3 separate regions of the Gossypium hirsutum genome follow, and regions 2 and 3 are each linked to region 1. The links are chromatin contacts, called in public Hi-C maps. All regions are on one chromosome and are shown on one strand. Each heading gives the region's core, a stretch centred on a gene start, on an enhancer-like site or on the middle of the called end of the contact. The rest is flanking DNA. Distances are from core to core; before and after follow the strand shown.

The links. A called contact is a pair of places that touch in the nucleus more often than the background predicts.
Region 2: a Hi-C map of leaf shows a contact between it and region 1, with 4 times the contacts expected there. The contact joins the promoter of LOC121202798 here to the promoter of LOC107957550 in region 1. A contact is called at or near these places in 5 of 34 Hi-C or Micro-C datasets (callus, leaf and petal).
Region 3: a Hi-C map of leaf shows a contact between it and region 1, with 1.8 times the contacts expected there. The contact joins the promoter of LOC107944781 here to the promoter of LOC107957550 in region 1. A contact is called at or near these places in 2 of 34 Hi-C or Micro-C datasets (both in leaf).

The regions. Positions count from the first base shown.
Region 1 is chrA05:29,253,068-29,256,674 of Gossypium_hirsutum_v2.1, reverse strand. It overlaps LOC107957550 (bZIP transcription factor 23), which reads right to left and starts at 1,877. Exons shown (of 4, transcript XM_016893082.2): 1 at 471-1,877; 2 at 1-22. The coding sequence starts at 1,511.
Region 2 is chrA05:29,394,561-29,398,473 of Gossypium_hirsutum_v2.1, reverse strand. LOC121202798 (probable WRKY transcription factor 7) reads left to right here and starts at 1,827. Exons shown (of 3, transcript XM_041112137.1): 1 at 1,827-2,763; 2 at 2,860-2,985; 3 at 3,263-3,707. The coding sequence starts at 1,988. The coding sequence ends at 3,425.
Region 3 is chrA05:29,506,697-29,510,495 of Gossypium_hirsutum_v2.1, reverse strand. LOC107944781 (putative receptor protein kinase ZmPK1) reads left to right here and starts at 1,765. Exons shown (of 1, transcript XM_016878608.2): 1 at 1,765-3,799. The coding sequence starts at 1,974.

The DNA of each region.
Region 1 (3,607 bases), core at 628-3,127:
CTTCCAACTCCGTTGTATAAGCCTAGTTGAGAAGCAATGAAGGCAAAATCCGTAGGAAACTTCAATGCAAGTATTTGAGACAAACCATAGGATAAGATTGTTTTGATTCGCTATAGTTAATTCATTATAACAAAACCAACAAGGTCAAGGATGTTAACCTTAATAAACAGTTTCATTGATTCTTATATGTTAGAATGCTCCATTACCTTGTTACAAAGATGGTCAATGGCTAGTAAAACACGTTACAAAGATGAAGTGTTTAAAAAGCAGAGTTGAAAATCTTAGAGATATCAATTGAGCATTCTAAAGTATAGTAAAATTGTCACTCAGTTACAGGATCCATATGCGGGAAACATTGTCGAAGCAATAGACTGGTAACAATCATATTCCAAAGTATCTACCTTTACTCTAAGATGAACTAAAGAGCTATGAAGATGGAAAGGTTAGATGAAATGAAAAAACATAATGACCTGCTTGCGAGCTCGTGATCTTGCAGCGGATTCTCGGTTCTTTATCATTCTTCTCTGCCTCCTCTCAGCAACCTTTTCCACAGCACTGCTTTTCCTACCCCTCAAACTTCCATTAAACACATAAGGAACGGGTGAAACTGAGGAACTATCTCCACTACTCTTCCCAATCCCATCTGATGAAAGGTGGTTAGCAGGTGATCTTAAACCAACCATACTCATCCCACCACCATGGATCAAGCCATTATATAGTCCCTGACCACACCTAATTCCAGGACTCCCCAACTGACCACCACTTTGCAAACCCATCTGAGCTCCATATTCCACACCAGGTTGCTTAGGACATAATGGTTGCTGCTGAAGCTGAGTTAAGTGGTGCTGATTGGATCTAACTCCATTAAAATTCATAGGCAAATCGGAAGCTTGAATACCATTTTGATTACCACCATCAGGTAGCCTATTCCCCATCAAATTTGGACCTCTTCCACCTTGTTGAAACCCAATCCCAAACCCACTGGTATTACTCCCTGCTTGCGGTAATTCCCCAAAGAAGCCGCCATTAACATTATTGTCCTTCCCAGAAAATTGGATGTTATCCTCTCTTACCACACCGGCTCTGACCAAAAACTCCTCTAAAGTAATCTCCTTTAAGGTTTGCTGTCTTTGTGGCATATTATCAGTGGCTTCAGTCCCTATAGAAAACTCATTTGAGATCTCTCTCCAAACTTCATCAACAGTTTTGTGGCTAAGTGTCCTGGGCAAAGTCAAAGACCCTTGCCTTTGTAACCCTCCATTTCCCACTAGGCCAACACCGGGAGAAGCCATTGTTTGAGTTTCTTCAGCACTCCAAATGTTCTTTAACAGCTCATCCATGTTCATCGACCCGAAATCTTTGCCTATTCCACCCATTGTGCTTTGAAACTCATCAAAGGTTAGAGAATAGACCGATGGCTGTCTACTTATCGGATAATTCCCAGGCGGTTTATTACCACCGCCGCCATCACCTGACGGCGGTTGGTTACTTCCAAAGTTCTTGAAGATCATGTTAGTCCCTAATAAAATCTGGATAAAATAGTGTCGACAAAATGGTATCTAGATGAATATTTGGAAAATTACCATATAAAATCAAGCTCCTTACTTTTTCTATATTTGGAAACTTTTCAATAAAACCCAAAATATCATATTAATATTCATATTCATATTAAAAAAAAAAGAAAGAAAATAGAAGAGCAATACAAAGATCAACTTCAAGTAATGGTAAAATCAGAAATTTTGATGTCTTTCAACAATCACAAAGTTGAAGATCTGAGCTTAACGAAAACATCAGCGTTTTAATTCGGAAAAGAAAAAAATAAATCCAAATTTAACGTACCAAATAATTGAAAGAAAACATAAAAATATCAGAACCCCACCAAACCCAAAATAGAAAAAGTGTAAATAGTACAAATCGGTCGATTAATTAAAAGTAAAAAGGCTAAAATGTGCTATTAGTTCTTGTACTTTGACTAAATTTCAGATTTAGTCTTTGTACTTAAAAAGTAAAAAAAATCAAGTCCTCCTATTTTTTTATTTAAAAATATCAGCCTAGTCACTAAAATCATCCAAATTTGTCAACTTGAAATTTTGATCGACAGGAAATAAAAATGGTAAGCTGGTAAATTTTGACAGAAACTACTAACGATGGTAATGATTGGACAAAAATTTTTAAATTGAAAAAGTAAGAGGATTGAATTTTTAACTTTTAAAGTATAAGGCCTAAATTCAAATTCTATACAAGTCCAGGGACTAACAAAATATTCTAGCCAAAGTAAAAACAAAACAATGAGCATTCTATTTTGGGTAAACTACATTAATAGCCACTCAACTATGGTTTTTTTCTCAACCAACTACAAAAAGTTATAATATGATCACTCAACTATTCGATTTTGTCTTTTTTTCTATCACCCAACTATTTTGGATTTTCAGATGTTTCCATTTTGATGTTAGCCTGCTGGTGACAAAAAAAATACAAAATTGAATTGTTAAATGATCATTTTGTAACTTTTCATAGTTAGATGACTAGAAAAGAAAAAACTATAGTTGGGTGACCTCTACTATAATTAAACCTTCTTATTTTTTTTCTTTTTTGCATTTCTGGTTCTTAGCGACTGCCAGGTGTCCCTTGTCTTTTATTTTTTTAAGACATTAAATACAATTCCTTTTAATAATGTTCTGTGGGCCAACCGGATACCGAAACGTGAATCAATAGGATAGGGTAAAGACTAACAATTGGAAATGTGAAAAGTGGGAGGATCTAGACCGCCCACGTCGCGACTAAGAAACGGTGGTGATGGTGTGAATTTTATGGTTTTGGAATTTGGATGTAGTGTAGTGGCAGAATTGGTTGGATCACTTGGATAGTGACGAGAGATAAATGCAAAGCCTCGATGGAGCTCGCACTGACATAGGGGTATTTTGGTCTAAAAAACAATGTTTGATTGATTTGTGTACTCGTCTTTAAGTCAGTAAAGATGGAGTATTTGGTCCTAAATACTCTTATTCGAGATTTACTATACCAAATATATGTCGATGTGAATAATAATAATCCAGCTCAGATTTAATTAGAGACATTTATTTATATTTTTATTGTATTATACTTATAAAACTTTTATAAGAGATTTGTAGAATTTTATCTTTCAAAAATTATTTATAAAATTTTAATTAGATTTACTTGATTAAGTATCATTGTATATATATGTTATATCTAAATTTATTTTTATTTAAATCTAGATATATTTTAATTATTAAATTAATTGTATATTCATAAAAATAATAAAAATTAAATTTAGTATTCTAACATGAAATAAATAAAGAGATAATCATATAATAAACAAAGGTGATTATATCATACCTCTAATTTATTAAATTATAAAATAAATATTAAAAAAGTCCTAAGTATACATAAAAATTTCAAATAAAGTAAAGATTCTTTATTTCATCAGATGGACTTTTGATCTGTAGATAGTTAGTGACAAATATTAATCGAAATAATATAAAATTGTGACAAATTTAATTATATTTTCGAAATATAAAGACAAATATTAATGGAAATAAAATTTAGTGGCAATTTTTAATATTATTAATAGTAAGATGGTAATTTT
Region 2 (3,913 bases), core at 578-3,077, 140 kb before region 1:
TTTTGTTTTCATTAAATTTTGTCTTTTAATATAATTAGATTAATCTTTAATTAATTTAATTAACCTTTACTTAATTAACATTAAGCGTAATTAACCAATTTGGTGGATTATAACTGGCCTCCACCACCATTTGGCTATACATTAATGATTCAATTACTTAATTGGTCATTCGGTTAATTAAAAATTTATAGTGATTAATTTTTACTATTTTTATAATTTAATATTTATACCTTAGTTAACTATTAATTTGACAAAATCGAGGAGCTAAACTTTAATTAACATTTATACTAACCTCGTAAAAATTAAATGATTATATTTACAAACTCTGGTATCGAAAATGAGATTTTAAAACTACCATTTTCGATATCATTGAAAATCGAATTGTTACACTCATAACTTGATGAATTAGATTATTAAACACTATAAATGTAAGTTTGTGGTTAAAATGGATGATTGAATCTATTTGAACGATATTTGTGCATTGAATAATGTGATTAAGAAGAAAGTTATCTTGAGTTGCTTCGATAATGTAATGTGACGTTATAAATTTGTATATAGTGACTGGGTCAGATGTGGGGTGTTAACAAAAATTGTGTTAACCATGATACTTTTTACTAATTGTGTAAATTAAACTTTATTTAATTTAAGAACAAAAGTTCTCATGAACATCTTAGCATATCATTATTCAAAAGCATAATGATTTATTTGGTTTATAAAAAAATTATTTTAACCCTTCATTAAAATTTTCTTCTTTTTTAGTCCTTAAACTTGTTTTTTTTTTTCAAAACACCCCAAAATGAATGGAGAAGTTAAGGTTTTTTTTAACTTTGTTGACGTTGGTTTCCATATGGTTGACACGTCAATATTTAATTAATTTTTTAAAATTTAAAAATTCAAAAAAATATAAACTATTTTTAAAAAATAAAAATCATTAAAATTATTTAAAAAGTCTAAGAATTACAAAAAATATATTTTAATATTTTAAAAAAATTAATTAGATGTTGACATATCATTTACTTGACAATCCATATATATATCACGTCAACAAAATTAAAGAATCTCAATTTTTTCATCTATTTTAAGATGATTTGATAAAAACGCAAATTAAAGAATTAAAAGAGATGAAAAATTAAATAAAAAGCTAAAATAATTTTTTTAATAAAGTTTGAGAATACCTTATTCAAAATGAACTTTTTTTTCAGCCATTGATATGATTTTATTTTAATTTTAGAAAAAGAAAGGTTTTTCCAATGGACGTGCCTGTCAACATTGACTTAATTTAATTGCTAAACGTGTTATATTTATTTAAATTTGATTAGGACTTTCCAAAAGATATATTCCAGAAAAAAAAAATCATTTGTCAAAGTTGAGCTCAAATGATGATGAGAAAAGAAAAAGACCAATCTTTATAAACAGTTATATGATGCTAAATCGAAGGGCAGCAATGGCCCCACTTTGAAAGAATCCCATATGACTTTGTGGGACGAAAGTTTGACGTTTCTTCCAGTTTCCGGTAAAAATGGTCCCACGAACGACTTTTTATGTTAGTTCTTTAATTAAAGCTGTTAAAAGTCAACTCCACTGCCTCACTGTCTCCAACCAAAATAGAATTCCCAATTTCACCTGGTCATCTCATCCAACGGTCATTCATCGCCCTTTGACTTTTAAAATTAAAATTCCCGTTGTGATGGGACCCAAGTTGGTCAAGGTGCCGACAGCAATTTTAATACGTGGAATGAAATGATTGGGTGATGAGTTCGACGGTAATATGTAACGGAAGGCATTAAGTTTGACTCTCTTCTCTTTTGAGCTTTTCTTCTTATTACTTTCATCATTTTGACATTATTATTTCAATTCATTTTCCCTCTCCTATCCTAAATATATCAAACCTTGGTTTTCTGTAAATCTATAAAACTGGTTTGATTCTTCTTCGGGTTATCAGACTTTTGGTGGGTTTGGGTTTTCTTTTTTCGTTTGATGAACAAAGATGACCGTGGAATTGAAGATGGTATACGGCGGTGATGGTGGTGGTAGTTTTGCAAGAAAAGTGGCGGAAACTGCTTTGAAAGAAGCTGCAAATTCTGGGATTCAGGGTGTTGAAGAATTGATAACGTTGATGTCTAAAAATCAAGAGCTTTTCAATCCAGATGTTTCTATTAAAACTGCTGCTCCATCAGGTTCAGCAGAGTCAGCCATGGATATCCAAGCTGTTACAGATAAGACTGTTAACTCTTTCAAAGAGGTTATTTCTTTATTGGATCGACCGAGAATCGGCCATGCTCGATTTAGACGAGCCCCTGTTCTTCACCCAAACCAAGATACAGAACAAGCTTCGAAGAAGATTCAAGAGCCAGAGACAGCGTCTTCTTCTTTTCAAGTAACCAAAGATCAAGTGTCTGCTTTTAAGCCTTTTTGTTTGACCCCAAGTTATAGGTTGCCTCCTTTGCCTCATAGTCGCCCCCAGAGTAAAAGAAGTCCTCCTTTGATAGCAAAGATTGGTGTTTTGGAAAGAAACGAATCGCCTAGTACCATAAATTTCTCATCTTCGCGTACTTTGTCTGCTGGGAATTCATTTATTTCTTCCTCAACAGGAAATACTGATAGCTTTCAGCCATCCGGTTTCCAATTTACTAGTCCTTCTCACGTCCCTTCTTCTGGCAAACCTCCATTGTTTTCCTCTTTGAAAAGGAAGTGCAATTCATTGGATGGTGCTGCTCTTAAATATGGTTCATTCTCTCGCCGTTGCCATTGCTCCAAGAAAAGGTTGGTTTCTTAGATTTTCTGGGTCATTCATACAATTTGGATCGTTTAATTGATTTTATTCTGAAAGTCTGAACCTTTTGATTGAACTTTTATTAGGAAATCAAAATTGAAGAAGGTCATTAGAGTTCCAGCTATTAGCAACAAGACGGCTGATATTCCTCCTGATGAATATTCATGGAGAAAATATGGGCAGAAACCAATCAAGGGGTCCCCTCATCCAAGGTTCGTAAAGATTATTAGCTTGGTTTTTGCCTTTCATGTGCGTCTCTTTACCAGTCAATCCACCCGTTACCTGTTTGATTAAACGCCTCAAAAGGACAATAATTCAAGTTTGCATATTTAAAGAAATTTGTTTTCAACAGCAATTGTCATTGGCTTTATTATGTATTTTAGATTGAATCGTCTACTGAGTTAAATTCATCTGTAAAGCTTGCGCGAGTCCACTTAACTCGGACCAAACCCGACTTTTCCTAACACGTTTGTTTGGGGCAATTTTCAGGGGGTATTACAGATGCAGCAGCGTCAAAGGCTGCCCTGCCAGGAAACATGTAGAGCGAGCTCTAGATGAACCGATGATGCTGATTGTAACATATGAAGCTGACCACAATCATAGCCATAACAGCACCGATGTCTCACCTGCTTTGATCCTGGAATCATCTTAATGGTCTCCAAATTCAACCAAGGGCTTTCATTAGTTGGTATGTTAGCTCTTGAAAAAGACAATATAGGCTTCCTTATTCTGTACTTTGGTTAGTTAAAAAGAGGGAAAACGGGCATAGAATAGGAGATTAGTGGATTTAGTGGGATTTCTAGTGGGGGGTTTCTTTCATTTTTTTTAAATGTTCTTATACCCAATTATCACAACTTTAATATTATATTATATGTTGATGGATCTCATCCAGGATGCTTTTACTTTACATTAATTTGTTCCATTGTCCACTAAACCTCTGAATTTTGATATATAAATTTATAATTCAAGGCCAAAAAAAAAGAAAAAAAAAGTGGGTGTTTGATGGTTGACCCCCGGTTTTGAATTTATTAGTCATTTTAAAAATTAAAAGAGAATAAAATCTCTTTATCAAAAAAAGAGAAAACACTCTATTTTTCTTTTTTTCTTTATTTATCTGAAGTTCCCATTAAAAGCTAGAAA
Region 3 (3,799 bases), core at 516-3,015, 250 kb before region 1:
AAGGACACGTATCAATGTCTTAATCTCTCTATGTAGTTTTTTTTTCTTTGTAGGGAACAAAATAATTATATATATACATATGAAAAACTACACAACAATTTAAAATGTTTACGAGCATGATTGAGATTATAACAAGTGGTTGTATGGTAAATAAAAAATAGATAAAACTTGAATATACTAGATTATGGTACTGTAGTACGTCCATTATGTAGGTGAGATTTGTTTATTATAATTTTTAAAGAATTAATATAATAATTAAATATAATTTTTATTGAAATGATAAAATTGAAATGTCAAATATTTCCAATCTTAATATTTTTTTATATTTTATATGAAATTTTATTAAAATAAATGAAGTTTTAATAATTTTAGACTTGATTGAGACCGGTTGATAAGTAACACTAATTTAGTTAAAATCTTAAATATATTTATACTAGATTTATATAAAAATAAATAATTGAGTTATACGTGAAATGGCAAAGTGTTTATGGTTAAACATTCTTTAAGCTTGGGTTTAATCCTTAAAAATTGTATGTTTAGTTATTTTATTTAAATATTTCATATAAAACTAATAAAGACCAAAACACCATTATCTTAATATTCAACTCTTTATCAACTGTTATGTTAATTTGTGACATCAGTTAAATGTAGATGTAGGAAAAACTTGATTTAATTCGAAAAAAAATTGGATTTCAAGTTAATTGAATCGAGTTATTCAAATTATTTGAGTCAATTTGAATAACTCGATTCGAGTTTCGAGTTCAAGTCGAGTTGAAATTTACAGTTCAAATAATTCGAATAACAAATTGGTGTAAATACTCTTTTGGTCTCAGTCAAATTTAAAAATGAACAAATTAGTCTATCTCTCAACAAAAATTACAAAAAAAAAATTCAAAATATTTGTAAAATTTTCAAAATATATATATATTTTTTATAAAATTATAAGAATTCTAGAAAATTTATAAAAAAATTAAAATAATAATTTTAGAGATCTAAATTAATTAATTAATTAATTAATTAATTGTACAAGTTTATAAGATTAAAGTATCTTAATTTCTTGTTATTTTGCTTTGAAAAATGTTTTCAAATATATATAATTTTAAATTTATGTACTCTAATATGGAATTAGTTATACTGTAACAATATTTTAATTTGGCATGTTTAGTTTTTTAATTTAACTCAAATAATTTAACTCGATTCGATTCGACTTGACTCGAATTTCATTAAATTTGACTCAATTCGAAAAAATGTCAAATTGAACTAGAATGATAAAATAAGATTTTTAAACTCGATTAACTCGAAAACTTTTTACTTGATTCGATCAAATGATTACCTCTAATTAAATAATATATTTTATATATAAACAAAATTATTTGAACCAGTTAAATTGAGAATTGAGTGAAGTATGGGTACAGATAGCAGAGACCTGTCGGCGTGGTAATTTTGCAAGACATTGTGAATGGTGCATGAAGACTTTTGGAAGTGTAAAAGTCAGGATGATTGATTTTCAATGAAACACACTCTATTCTCTTTGTCTTAAGGGGATGGAAAAGGGGTGGGTGCGTATGGTTATTCGTCTCCACTCAATTTCACGTATTATTTTCTAAAAAGGTAATAAATAAATTTAAGTGCCAAATACCGGAAAACAACACATAACATCGTCAGTACCAAACGTAAAAATGAGAAACATTCTGACATTGACTAATGACACTTGAAAGTTCTTGCATTCACGTTTTTACAACAAATTATGTGAAATTTCCACAGCTAAAAAGTTATCAAGAAATGTCAAAGGGCAACTACCAAGCTTTCCTAAAACACGCGGCTTTGAATTGATAAGAAACACTGCTAGTGATCGAATTTGGAAGAGAATGAAATGGTACAAACAAGTTGATTTCCCGATGGTAAAGTTGAGAAGATGCAGGTAAATTGGTGCAAAGAGCTGAAGTTGGTGAAGAGAATATTGGGTCCATGACATGAATTTTGCAGCCCAAGAAATATTCATGGCCACCAAGTGTTTTAAATCCATGCTTATCATATTGTTCCTGTTCCTCGGGTTAACATCGTCAGCCGTTCCATATCTAAGCCAAGGTTCGTCTCTGTCTGTGGAGAATCCAGGTGATGTTTTGATATCGTCTAACGGCATGTTCTCCGCTGGCTTTTACCCCGTCGGCCAAAACGCTTATTGCTTCTCCATCTGGTTCACCAAGCCTTGCCATGACGGTAGTCACACTCTAGTTTGGATGGCAAACCGGGATGTGCCTGTTAATGGAAAGCGATCAAAGCTGTCCATACTCGAAACCAATGAAATCATCATAACCGATGCCGAACCCGTAATCTGGACGATCAATAAGTCAGTTAAAGATGGCTCTTGGTCGCAGTTGAATCTCCTTGATTCAGGTAATCTCGTTCTCCAAACTCGAGACAATCTTACTCTTTGGCAAAGCTTTGATTCACCAACTGATACGCTTCTCCCTGGACAACCCCTCAATCAACACAAAAGGCTAGTATCAGCACGAAGCCGAACTAACCATTCTTCAGGAAAATACAGGTTGTTGTTTGACGATGATAATGTTCTTCGTCTTGTCTTGAATGGTTCCGACACATCCAGCATCTACTGGCCGGATTCAACCATCTTGGACTACCACCAAGGTAGAACTAGATACAATTATAGCAGAACCGCAGTGTTGGATTCTTCAGGCTATTTTACATCTTCTGACAAAATGGAGTTCAGATCAACTGATTTTGGTATTGGACCTTGGAGAAGATTAACCCTTGATTTTGATGGTAACCTTAGATTATACAGTCTCGAAGAACAGGGGGTTTGGTTTGTGACATGGCAAGCTATGTCTAACTCCTGTAGGATTCATGGAGCCTGTGGACCAAATAGTATATGTAGCTATGATCCAGGTTGGGGTCCGAAGTGTGGTTGTCCCCCAGGGTTCAAGATGAAAAACCATGCGGATTGGAACGATGGGTGCGAACCAGAATTTGAGCTTTCATGTAATGATGATGTCAACTTTGTTCAACTTCGTCATGTTAACTTTTTTGGCTACCATTACGACAACCTCCGGAATTACACCTTCCAGGAGTGCCTCCGAGTTTGCTTGGATTCATGTTGTAAAGCTTTTCAATATAGATATTTCCCAGAAGATGGTGCCTATCGCTGTTATTCAAAATGGGAATTGCGCAATGGTCATCGTTACAATAGCTACAGTGGAACCCTTTACTTGAAACTCCCCAAATCATTCCCTTACAACAACAAACCTGTTCGGGAATTCAAATTAAATTGCTCCAACAAGCAGACAAGACAATTAGACAGACTTTATCTTAAGAAAACAGGATATGAAACATTAAATATTTTGATTTGGTGCGCTTCTATAATTGGATTGCTTGAGTTGATGTGCGTCTTTCTGGTGTTCGTTTTCTTGTACAGAACAGGGGAAAGTCCCGATGCATCGACGATGACATCAGGGTACCTTGTGGCTGCAACTGGATTCAAAAGATTCACATACAGTGAGTTGAAAAAGGCAACACGCGGTTTTCATGAAGAGATTGGACGGGGAGGAAGTGGGGTGGTTTACAAGGGAGTTTTACCGGATCAACAAATTGCAGCCATTAAACGACTTAATATTGAAGCACATCAAGGAGAGGATGAATTCCTCGCAGAAGTAAGCACAATCGGCAGGCTTAATCACATGAACTTGATTGAGATGTGGGGATACTGTGCAGAGGGGAAGCATAGGCTTTTAGTGTATGAATACATGGAAAATGGATCGTTAGCAAATAACCTCATGTCTAA